Regions from separate parts of the Pan troglodytes genome. Here region 1 is linked to region 2. A link is a contact called in public HiChIP or PLAC-seq data. All regions are on one chromosome and are shown on one strand. Each heading gives the region's core, a stretch centred on a gene start, on an enhancer-like site or on the middle of the called end of the contact. The rest is flanking DNA. Distances are from core to core; before and after follow the strand shown.

Region 1 (5,917 bases), core at 1,380-3,879, 250 kb before region 2:
TGAGTTCAGGGAGCAAGATGAAAAGAGTTCTGTGAATGGATGGTGGTGGTGGTTGCACAGTGTGAACGTACTTAATGCCACTGAACTGAAAATGTAAAAAAGACTAAGATGTTAAATTTTATGTTACGTGTATTTTGCTACATTTTAACAAATAAAAATTACTCATTTAAAGTGTACAATCCAGTGGTTTCCTGTGTATTTACAGAGTTCTACAACCATCGCCAAAATCTAATTTTAGGTTGTCATCCTTCCACCTTCCCTGTTCCCCCAAAATCCCTCCTACCCATAAGTAGTCACTTAGGGAAGATATTTTTAACAGGCCATGGGTGTCATGCCCTATTTTTCCAGGACTTGACACTCATAGACTCTTAGAAGGGACCTTAGAGATTTAGTTCAAGCTTCTCAGATGAAGAAATTGAAACTCAGAGAGGCAAAAGGTCACATAACTAATTCGTGGCAGAGCCAGGTCTTTTGAGTTCCTATGAAGTTATTTTTCCCATTACAAAAATGCTGTGTCATTCACTTTCTTCCAACTGATGCTGACAATAGATTTCTGGTGTCAAGAAGATGCTACCTTTTCCTGCTTGGGACAGCTGAACTCCTTTCTACAGCCTCCCACCTCACCCGCCTGAGCTGGGAAGCAAAGAGAAAAGAAAGAGTGGAAAAATCTGCAACTGTGTCCAATAATGTTACCTCATGCCTTAACAATGTTAGGGATGAGTTATAATGAGTTTTATTGAGAATAATGTCTCAGCCCCTCTTAGAAGAGTAATTGGAAACACAGCAACTTTTGAAAGACATTGCCTTTTGTAAAGGTGGCAGTGGTAACCTGCAGCAAACAGCAACTCTTGCCTTTCTACTTACAGTGGCACTTAGGCCCGGCAGTGCTATGGCCAGGCAGTGCCATGGCCAGGGAGGTCATTGGATAAAAGTTGGAGTCAAGGGTGTGGTGGAGGGACTAACTCTGTGAGTTAGAGCTTTCAAAATGTGCTCCAATATTCCTTCTGAGCTCATTGGTCAATTGAAGTATTTTCACCTGCCCTTATTTCCTGGGGGGCTGGTGTAGGGGTAGGGGGACTCTGTGGTTGCTAAACATGGCAAATGAGCAACCAAATAACAAAGGCCATGGAAAATCATGTAACTATGGACTTGGAAATATCTAGACAAAGTCCTGAAGCCTAATCACAGTGAGATTTGGGCCTCTCTTCTCTTCTGGCCTTTGGTTTTTTGGAGAATTTGATCTATCTTCCTCAGGGTGATATAGGCCCTCAGGAGTGTTTGGAATTTCTCCACCCAGGCTACTCAAGAGGCAGGTACTCTAAATGTCCTGTGGGTTTCCATCTGATGAGAAACCCAACTGGAGAGATTGCTGTGGGGAATCACGTAGGCTTCTAGACAATGAGCTCCCTGAGGACAGTGACTGGATTCTGCCCCTTTTCAACAGCCCTATAGACAAGGATGTAATAACCCCCATTGCCAACCCAAGACCTTGGCATTTCTGCCACATGATGCTGCTGTTCGCTACAGTGACTCATTTTTAAACTCCTAGTGCCTAGCAGAGTGCCTGGCACATTTGTTTGCTGAATGAGAGAATGAGTAGTGACATTTCATATCAAATGATGCATTATTATTTACAAAGTGATTTATTTCCCATGCATGAACTCATCCTCATAACTACCCCTACTTTACCCCGGAAGGTAGGCAAGACCATTTTACAGATGAGGTCACACAGCTGTAGGTTGGAGAGGTGGCTTTCAGACTCTAAATTCGTTGGCATTTATATATAGGCATCATATTGAGACTGCCCATTCTAAAGTACTCTGTCAAAGGACTAAGAGAGATATGAATAGGGATTCAGATGTTGACCTCAGATTTAGGAACAAAATGCAGAATCACAAATGTCCATCTGAATGGTGTCTCAACAATGGCATTATTTTCTCCTATTTGCTAATCACTGCAAGGCATATAGGTTTTCAATTACATTATGAGTTACATAGAATAGAATTTAGGGTCCAGATGGGTAAACTGGTGAATCCCCATGAAGTTTGTAGTAGCTATTTCCTGATACAGATTTGATATAATAACACTGTTGTATGTAATACAGTTTTGGTAATTTCAGTTAAGTAGATTGTAGCTTTATTGCCCTGGGTCTTCAAGGAAACACATGTTCAAATATTCTCACTGCTTAATGAGATCCTTGTTCCTGTTGAACTTATGTGACCTTATTGGAAATCAATGATTGCTTTTGTTCTTCAAAATGTAATGTTGAGGAGACCTAGATGAAATCACTCTACAAAATGCATTGAGATTGCAGGATGTGGAGAATGTGCTGTAATTAAAATGAATGATTCTGCTTGGAGGTACAGCATATTTTAGCTCTGTGTGCATATCGTGCATAAGGGAATTTCTCTATGCAGAATTATTTTCTCCCAACAATTCTCATGATCACAGCACTCCTGGTAGCAGGTATCACTTAACTCCTGGGCAGCAGCTTGTCCAAATCAAGGGAAAGGGAGCTTTCCTTTCCTCGCAACTGTTGCTATGGGGGGCGTGGCTTCGGAGCTGGGTGAGGAGGCGTTCGGCGGCTCCCTCCCCCCACCAACCCTCGAAGACTACACTTCCCGTGATGCTCGAGGGAATGGTCTCCGTGGTGACGCACTTGGTGTCCGCGGAGGGAGGACGAGGACGGGGGCGGCGGCTGCTGCGAGGGGGGGTCCGGGCTCTCCCCGTTTCCCTTAGTCGCACTCAGGCAGCCGCCGCCGCTGCCGCCATGTTGGTTTGAGAGGCGATGACAGGAGGCGGCCGCGGCGTGTGGGACTGAAAAGTGAAGGAGGAGGAGGAGAAACAAAGCTCTGAGAGGAAACCATTCCCGGGCTGAGGAGAAGGAGGACCCGGCCTCTTCCGGGGACCAGCCGAAGTCGGCGTCGCCCGGAGCTCGCGAGGCCGGGGAGGGGAGGGGAAGGGAAGGCGGAGACCGGGGAGGCGGCGGCGGGGAAGGCGGAGGCAGAAGAGGAGCGGTGAGGAGCCGGAGACGATGCACCCCGACCCCAGCTGCTGTCCGGAGGCGCCCGCGGCCTGAGCCCAGAGGGGCTGTGGAGTGTCCCGGCCGGCCCCGAGCACCCCCGCGCTGTCGGTCCCCCGCTCCGGTCTTTCGCTTTGGCTTCCAACTAGTTAAATGCCCTTGAGCGCGGGTTTCCGCGGCCCGGCTCTTCGCCCCCGCGGCGCGAGTTGAGCCGTTTCCCCGCGCTGTCCGCGCGGGCGCTCCGAGAGCGGCTCTGCAGGGTCCGCGGCCAGCGTCCGGCCACCGCTCGGCCGCCACTCAAGGCTCACGCGTCGATGTGTAGCTACATAGTTATCTGTGTACATCCACGCTGGGGCATTTTCCTCCTGCTTAATGAGGACTTGACTCGGGAGCAAGTGTGAATCATTGCCGGGGCTGGGAAAGGAGGAAGGCGCATTTAACCCCCTCCCACCCCTCTCCATGTCCGTGTGTCACTCGGCTCGGTCCACCTGGCGCGGCCGGTCCTGGGGCTGCTGCTGCTGCTGCTGACGACGACGACGACGACGGGGGCTGCCTCTGCTGTCCCGGGAGTTTCTTCCTGCTCCGGCCACACAGCTCCTGGGGATTGTTCCTCTTCGAACCAGAACCTCGGCCTGACCGGCACTTTGGCTCCAAAATAACTTTATTTTTGGGGGAGAAAGCACATCACGAACCAGTCAAAATCGTGGTTTATTTCTGTAACGTGAAGACTTCTGCTCTTTTTTCTTTGTTTTTTTTTCGTAAACATCTGGGTGTATATCAAACGGCAAGATGTCCAGTAATGTCCCGGCGGATATGGTAAGTGACGGATAAGTTATGACACTGATTTAATTGTGGTTTCCAATCTTATTTAATCGGAAAGACGGCAGGCGTGGGGCGAAGATTTGCTGGGGACTGTCGAAAAGCCACTGTGCTGAGCGATTTGGAGAAGTTGGAGCTTCTGGTTTCCCCCTTTTAGGAAGTACTGCTTTTAATATGGGTTCTCTCATTTGGTCGTGTTTTCTAAGGCATTGAAGATAGTGGAGAAGTAGGGAAATGTATCATGGTAGCTTGAGGGGACAAAACATCTCCCTCTTCGCTAGAAGCCTCCGAACACTAGTATTTTAACGTTTCTGAAAACGTCAGGGACAGTGGGCAGAGCTGAGGACGGGTGTCCCTACGAGAGAATAGGTAGGGAAACGGGAATCTTGCTTTATGACACAGATGAGATCGTCATTGCAGTAGGGACGAACTTGATATTTTTCAAGAACAGGGATGCACATCTCTTCAAGAAAAAGTATGTTAGAATTTGCTGTGAGGTTTTTGAAATGTCTGAATACGGATGACAACAGAAATATAAAGATATTTTGGGATTTTCAGAAACGTAGGCTGACCCTGTATTGGTACTTACAATGAATATTCCAGGGCTTTTTAATGCCAGATATTTATTAATAGTAGATTCCATATTAGACATAAAGCTAAGGAAACATAGTATTGAGCCTCGATCACTGAGTGTTGAGAACTTGAAACAAAAAGTACTGTTGTTTATTGACGCCTTTCTTTGTTTTGTTTATAAAGGGTAAGGTTGTGAGTCGGTTGACTAACAGTAACCGTGTAACCTTACAGTGCTGGGGCTTGGCTTGTGTGAGTGTGAAGTTACATTTTGCAGTCCTAAGGACAAACATAATGCATTTAATTACCAGGAAGAGGAATAATCCTGTTTGTGAAGGAATTGAAGTTAACGTAGTTGTGCTCACATATGTTAACATTTGAGTGTTTGTGTATTCAGTGGAAACAAATTGAACTTTGCTGATGATTAAATTTTATTTTGTTTTTTAATTTTAATTTAATTTTAATTTAATTTTTATTTTTTGAGACGGAGTTTTGCTCTTGTTGCCCAGGCTGGAGTGCAATGGCGCGATCTCGGCTCACTGCAACCTCTGCCTCCTGGGTTCAAGCGATTCTCCTGCCTCAGCCTCCCAAGTAACTGGGATTACAGGCGCCCACCACCACACCCGGCTAATTTTTTTTTTTTGTGGAGACAGGGTTTCACTATGTTGGCCAGGCTGGTCTCAAACTCCTGACCTCAGATGATCCACCCATCTTGGCCTCCCAAAGTGCTGAGATTACAGGCGTGAGCCACTGCGCCCAGCCTGCTGATGATTAAATTTTAAAACGCCAGATGTTTCTAGAGGAGCAAACCTCATATACAGATTTTATAACAAAAATTAAATGATTCTAAATGGCTTATTTTGACCTTGGTTTAAAGGAATTTTGCTCTTGTTTAATTTCCCATTTAATGCAAAGGAAACACAGTGTTCTGTCTCTGGGGGTGGCCACATAACAGCTTTACAGTCTCCTTCCTGAGTCCTAAAACTCGTGCGTTGTCCTTTTAGTTTTCGCTTCTCTTCTGGTGTGCACACATGAAATAGCCTCCTGCCTGGTTAAGTACGGCTGGACAAGCTTTCCTCCATACCGCTCTTGAAGTTGCAGGGAGCGGTCTCTAGACAGAGCTGGGAAATGCTATTTCCCTTGTTTGATGAGTGATCTGTGGGTTCATCGCCTCGAGCAAAGATTTGCTCTCTCGAAAGCCTCCATTTTATATCATCAAGCACAGTGCAAAATAGGTTAACCTTAAGTACCGTCTATTCTCTCACAGACGTTGGAATGAAATAGATGTGTTATTAAAACAGTGCCACTACTTCCTTTAGGTCCAGTGAAGAAAAGCTGGAATGTGCGTGGCATCAGTCACAGATTGAGATGATTTGGGAAATACTGTTTCCAAGTCAGAGAGAGGGTTTGGAGGCTGATGTTAGGATCAGAGGACTGGGAAGTAGGAGCAGGGTTTTATTAATATCTGCAATTATAAAATATAACAGTTTATCTGTTTGAGACTGG
Region 2 (6,512 bases), core at 2,278-4,777:
GATCCCCAATGTTGAAGGTGGAACCTAATGGGAGGTATTCGGTTCACGGGTGTGGATCCTTCATGAAATGTCCTTCCTGGGGGTAGGTGGGATGGGGAGATGAATTTTCACTCTATTAGATGACTCCGGAGCTGGTTATTTAAAGGAACCGGGCCCTTCTCTCCTCTCCCTCTTGCTTATACTCTTGTCATGTGATCTCTGCACACACGCACACTCCCTTTCATCTTTTGCCATGAGTGGAAGCAGCCTGAGGCCCTCTCCACATGCAGATGTCCAATCTTGAACTTTCCAGCCATTAGAATTGTGAGCCAAATAAACCATTTTTTCTTTATAAATTACCCAGACTCAAGTATTCCATTATAGCAATACAAAACAAACTAAGTCTATTTCTGAGCTCTATATTCTGTTCATCTTTATACACATTTTTCATCCTTACCATGAAATTCGTATGTATCCAGCAGGTAGTAAAATTCTTATTTCGAAAATGAGGAAACTGAGGCACAGAGTGAACAGGGCCCCTCTCCCCAGGCCAGCAGCTGGTTAGAATTGAAACCCACATCTGTCTGGCTTTGATTCTGTGCACTTTCCTTGCCCCGAGACTTAGTATGTCAACCTTAACCTTAGATGTTGCTCTCTAGGGCCTAAATTGTAGCATCTCCCTTTCTTAATGGTTGCTGGAATCTTGGGCAGCTGCTCTTTGATTGTAATCAAGGCTGCCTGTCACTCACGGTTTCTCTGAACCTGTAATGTGAGTCTTGACCTGCCTAAAAACTGGCTTTGCTTAAAACATGTAGCCCTCTTTATCAGCATCCTCTAATTTTTTGCTGAGATCTTGTGCGTAACTATTTTTTCCCTGGTTCATACTGAATCCTTTTTGCTGAGAAGTCACTTGCTCATGGGGCTTGTCTTATTGTCTTTTTGAAGATAGGACCTTGCTGACTGGGATTGCTAAACGGAGCACAGTGCTAAAAATCTCCTGGGTTAAATTTCACCATACTCCCATCAGGGCCTGGAGCACTTGCTCTCAGAATTTACAAACATTAACTCATGTTGGCGCTCTGTGTTGCCCAAGGTGAGCATCTCTACAATTTATGAAATTCTATTTTACTGCCAGAAGTCAGCAAAGAGAAAAAGAAAGAAAGACAGATAGGCAGAAAGAGAAAATTCCACAGTCATATTTCAAACACCAAGGGATAGATTTTTTTCTCAAGAATATAAGATTTACAAGCTCCAAATAGGAGTGAAATAGTTTGCAGAAGCTCTCACAGCAAATGAACTGGTAGAGTTCAGATTCAAATCCTGATCTGGTGCCAAGGGCAAAGCAGGTGGTCTTTAATCCTACCAGGCTTCTCTCTGTGAGAAGGGGACATGCTTACTGTGGCCTCAGCAGACAGAGTAGGCTGTGTGGGATCTGGGAGATCTCCTTCTGTGAGTGGAGGGCATCATTTCACCACTGTGCAATTGAACTAAGATACATTGTTTTATTTATTTTTTATTTATTTTTATTTTTATTATTATTTTTTTGAGACGGAGTCTCGCTCTGTCACCAGGCTGGGGTGCAGTGGTGCGATCTTGGCTCACTGCAACCGCCGCCTCCTGGGTTCAAGCGATTCTCCTGCCTCAGCCTCCCGAGTAGTTGGGACTACAGGCGTGTGCCACCACGCCCAGATCATTTTTGTATTTTCAGTAGAGACGGGGTTTCACCATGTTGGCCAGGATGGTGTCAATCTGCTGACCTCATGATCTGCCTGCCTTGCCCTCCCAAAGTGCTGGGATTACAGGCGTGAGCCACCGTGACAGGCCAGATTTGTTGCTTTAAAACAAAGCATATATGGTGGCTTACTATGATGTCAAGCACTGTTCAAAGCACATTACAAAGCTGGGCAGGATGGTGCTCGCCTATATTTCCAGCTACTGGGGAGGCTAAAGTGAGGCGATCGCTTGAGCCTAGGAGTTCAAGGCTGCAGTGAGCTATGATGTTGCCACTGCACTCCAACTTGGTGACGGAGTGAGACCCACTCTCTAAAACAAAGACAAAAACACATTTTACAACTGCTAAGCCATCTGCATGTGTTCATTAAAACTTTTTCTGGGGACTTTTTCTGGCTCATCCCTGTAGTCCCAGATGCTAGGGGAGGTTGAGGCAAAATGATCGCTAGACAGCTGGTATTTGAGGCCAGCCTATGCAACATATCAAAAACCCGTGTCTATATGTAGAAAAAATATTAACTAGGCGTGATGACACAAGCCTGTAGTTCCATCTGCTTGGGAGGCTGAGGCAGGAGGATGGCTTGAGCGTGGGAATTTGAAGTGAGCTATGATTGTACCACTGCATTCCGGCCTGGGTGACAGAGTGAGACCCCTGTCTCTAAAAAACAAACAAATGACAACAGCAACAACAACAGAACACTTTTTCTGAAGCTAGCACCATGCAGTTATGTACTTTATAAATTGCTAGTCTAATTCCAAGGGAATAGTTCAGCAGCTGATATTTGAGAAGGACCTGTAGAAAGGATTCAAAGACCACGGACACCGTCCACTGTTTTTCTGTTTTCCTACAAGATAGAAGAAGGATGGCATTATTAATTTATGCCCTGCTTACCTATCCCAAGTCCCAGATCACTGGATCTTTAAAGATTATGATTCTCGCTTGGCTTTTGGTACAAAAGGAGACAAGGAGGGAGCTTAAAAGGTGAGCACGGTGTGATTCAGGACTGAAGCTTCTGCCACTTCCTGGGGGGTAACTGCAAAAGAGAGCCGTTCTGACTAGCCGTTTGTGCATTTGCCACTGCCAAGGGGGCACAGGTAGATTCAAGCTTTGGGGCTCTTCTGACAACTGGCAAGGATAAGGTATTAGCAAGGGCAAAGGAGTAGTAATAAAATAATCCAATAACAAAGACATGAAGATTTATAATAATTTTTAGGCCGGTGCAGTGTTTCAGGCCTGTAATCCTAGGGCGCTTTGGGAGGCCCAGGCGGGAGGATCGCTTGAGGCCAGGATTTCGAGGTTAAGGTGAACTGCGCTCCAGCCTGGGCAATAGAGTAACACCCTGTCTCTAAAATGAAAAGAAAACAGTTTAAACCTTTTAAGTGCATACCAAATCTTTTATTTTGGAGAAGGAAAACTGGTCTCGAGTTCCGTGTGAGCTCCCTGGGGCCCGCCGGGAGGGGGTTGGCACGGCCGGACCTGCAGCACTAGTTCTGGCCAGGGCGCTGTGGGATCTGCAGGGGACCACAGGATGCTGTGGCGCGGTGCGCTCAGATTGGCGGAGAAACGGCCACACGCCTACGGAGCTATTGCGAAGGCGAGCGGAGGCGCAGCCCGCCCGCCCGCCGCGGGAACCCCAGGTTGGGGCGCTGGGCGCGCGAAGACTCAGCCGCCCCGCCCACCAAGGGCGCGTCGGTCCCCGGCCGCAGCCTCTGGGCTGGCAGCCGCCGCCGCGCCGCGCTCCCATTGGTGCCCGGCGGTGACGCGGCCGAGCGGGCTGGAGCTGCCTGGTCCGGGGGCGGGCGCGGGGCGCGGGGCGCGGAGCGCGAGGGGCGGGGGCCGGGCGCACTGCTGATGAAACCTGGCGCCGGAACCCGCCAGCCCTCGGCGCCCATTCAGTCAGCGCAGGCAGGTGTGAGCAGCGGGTCAACTACCTGGCAGGCGCGCACGCGGCCGCGGGCTCCCGCTAACCGCAGCCTCCACTCCTCTCCCCGCGCGCCGCGCCCCCGCCCCGCCCCGCCCGGTCTCCCCGGCCGAGCGTCCGTTGGTCCTTGAGTGCGTCCGACAGTCTGTCTGTTCGCGATCCTGCCGGAGCCCCGCCGCCGCCGGCTTGGTGAGTGCCCGGCCCCGCCAACGCAGGGGGCAGCTCCTTGGGCCCGGGTCATCACGGAGGGGGCCCTGGCGCCGCGTGGGGCCGCGGCAGGGCGGCGCGGGAGTGGCGAGGGCCCCCGCGCCGGGAACGCTGCCATCATCTGGGAAGGGCCAGGACCAGGGCCGGGCGGGCCCCGGAGTGGGCGAGCGGGGCTGGTGCCCATGCGACTGTCGCCTCCACGGAGTCCATTTTGGCTCCCTGAAACCGCGGCGTGGTGCATGATGCAACACCGAGTGAGTAAGCGTGGGCGATCTGGCGATGCCCGCTCCGCGCGCCTGTCCGTGGACCCGCGCGCCGCTACGCACGGGGTGGTCGGGGTGCGTAGGCGGGCGGCGGGCACGGGGGCCAGCCTGGGAGGCATACGGAGCCCGCCGGCGGCGAGGAGACCTTCCCTTACATGGCGCGGTGCAGAGCACCCCGCCCCACCACGAGGTCCGGGGATGTGTCATCAGCCGTGGGTGGGGACCCTGCCCGGCCGCCCGGAGGGTGGTCCCGCGGCAGGTGGCCGGCCCAGGGACTCTGCTGCCATCCCCGCCCGGTGGCCGCCCTGACCTAGGGCGCCTGGCTCTCCGCTTGTCCCTAGAACCCGGGACGCGCCGCCTGCACCTCTCGTCTGGGTCCCCAAGATTGCTTTGAGGAAGTCTCCCCTAGGTGGGCTTCCTTGTGACCCAGTGTGGCCTGGAAAGGCCGGGTTCCTCAAGCCCTCCACATGGTTTGGAATGAGAGGAAGTTCTTCCGCCTTTAGCAAGACACCGTATTCTCAGGGTGTTCCTTTCTGCGTAGTAGAAAACTTCCCAGGCATGGGCAGGTCAGAGTCATTCTAAAACCTGCGCGTACACAGAGCGGCAGCTGCACTGTAGTAGTACTACAACAGCCTGCTGGTTCAGCTCCTGACCCTTTCCAGGGGATGGGGGAACCAGACAGCAGTTGTGTTTGACTTGTGTGACTAGGATAGTCAGACATGTGCCTTCAGGAAAAAAATAAATAAATAACCTACATTTCCCAATACTCACGTCATCACCGCCATGCCCTCATGTGTTGGGTTTTAGTCCAGACATAGTTACCAGATGGTTGAGATTTCAATCCCAGGTGTATCTCCCTAAAGAATGTGCCTTTTATCTTACTTACGTTCGACTAGTAGAATTGTGTATGTCGGCCTCTGGCCGAATGCCCTAATTGTATTTAATTCGAATTATAATTTATCTGGGATTTTTCCTAACATTTCTTGCCCTTTATGTTTGGTTCAGATAATAGGAAACCATGATACATTTATTCCTCTGGTATTTTTAGTTGGTCTCAGTGGAAATTACCATGATTTTTATATGAACACACCCTCCTGTTATTAAAACAAAAGGTCTTATTTAAGTCACACGAACAGAATAGAAACTTAGGGGAAAGGTCAACAATAGATTAAAATGGTTTTAAAAATAGGTTTAGCATATTACGATCATGTTTAATTATTATAAAGGTAAAATTCAAAGGATGTCAAAGGAGTTTTGAGTAAAGAGGAAAGGGCTTAGTAAGTAGATCAGAAATGTACTCCCTTGTCTGGGTCTGGATCCTAGAGCCACGTGCTCCTGTACATATGATTACTTGCTTTAGGTGAAAAAAAAAAAGAAAGGCTTGAAAGACAAGATTGTTGACTTCAGGGAGTTACAATTTTCTATTTGGTAGAAGAACTCATTCTTTGATGGAATTAAATACCTGTTGATTGATTATTCTGGTCTGTAGTTTATTTTAACCAAAGTCCATACAAATAGATAATTATGTTGGAGGGCTCAGAATTATGTCCAATTAAATTAATCCTTTCTCATTATCAACCATGTATTTGGAGGGATTGCTATTAATCCTAGGGACAAATTTGAAATGTGAATAAGTGCATCCTTGTTATGGAGAAAAATATTGTTTCCCTCTAACCTTGGAGATACTTGAGTCTCGGAGTTATCTCTTCCAGAGGCATCTTCAGAGATGCCTATCACTCCACCTGCCTCTTGGTCCTCACTCCAAGCAAGACCTTCCGATAGGATGTGGTGTTTTTCTGTATAGTTGGCCCCTGCAGACCTGGATAGATTTTAAAGGCAGATCCAATAGGATTGGCCGGTGGATTCATGGAAGGACGAGAAGGGTCAAATATGACTCCAAGCACATCGGAGTTGCTGTATTAATGAGATGGGAAGGCTGAGCAAAGAACATGTTGGATGGAAAAGGGACTTTTTGAAAGTCACAACTGACCTTTTTAGAACTCTTATCCCCAGGGTCAGGGCTGGAAGATGTATCTTCTTGGGGCCCCTCTCAGGTGCCTGCCTGTGTGTTGCAGCCACCCGTCCAGGCTGCTGGCCTCCTTCCCCTTCACCTAGCTTTACTGGCTCCTCTCGCCAAATCTGGGGGGTCTCTTCAGCCTCTGTCTCCTTGCTGCCCATGGCCTCCCTTTGCTCCCCTGCCGCCTTCTAGTGGGCCGCCTGGTGGTGGACTTGTCCTGTGGGATGGAGACCCTCCATACATGGGGTTCAAAGGTCCTGGGGTATTCCTGGATCTTCAGGACATCTGCCTACCCTCAGGTTTCCCAGGCCTCGGGTGGGGAGGCATCAGATCCCTGGCCAACCTGCTATCCACCCCAGGGTTTAGACCTCTCTTCCAGTGAGGGAACAGAGT

The links. HiChIP or PLAC-seq counts read pairs in DNA pulled down with a chosen protein or histone mark.
Region 1: an H3K4me3 HiChIP or PLAC-seq map of stem cell-derived excitatory neurons shows a contact between it and region 2, with 2.7 times the contacts expected there. The contact joins the promoter of UBL3 here to the promoter of SLC7A1 in region 2. A contact is called at or near these places in 1 of 7 Hi-C or Micro-C datasets (stem cell-derived neural progenitor cells) and 1 of 1 datasets of contacts at active chromatin or transcription factors (stem cell-derived excitatory neurons).

Annotation. Positions count from the first base shown.
Region 1 is chr14:29,018,665-29,024,581 of NHGRI_mPanTro3-v2.0_pri, reverse strand. It overlaps UBL3 (ubiquitin like 3), which reads left to right and starts at 2,629. Exons shown (of 5, transcript XM_001139173.8): 1 at 2,629-3,838. The coding sequence starts at 3,812.
Region 2 is chr14:28,765,462-28,771,973 of NHGRI_mPanTro3-v2.0_pri, reverse strand. SLC7A1 (solute carrier family 7 member 1) reads left to right here and starts at 3,527. Exons shown (of 13, transcript XM_009426802.4): 1 at 3,527-3,821.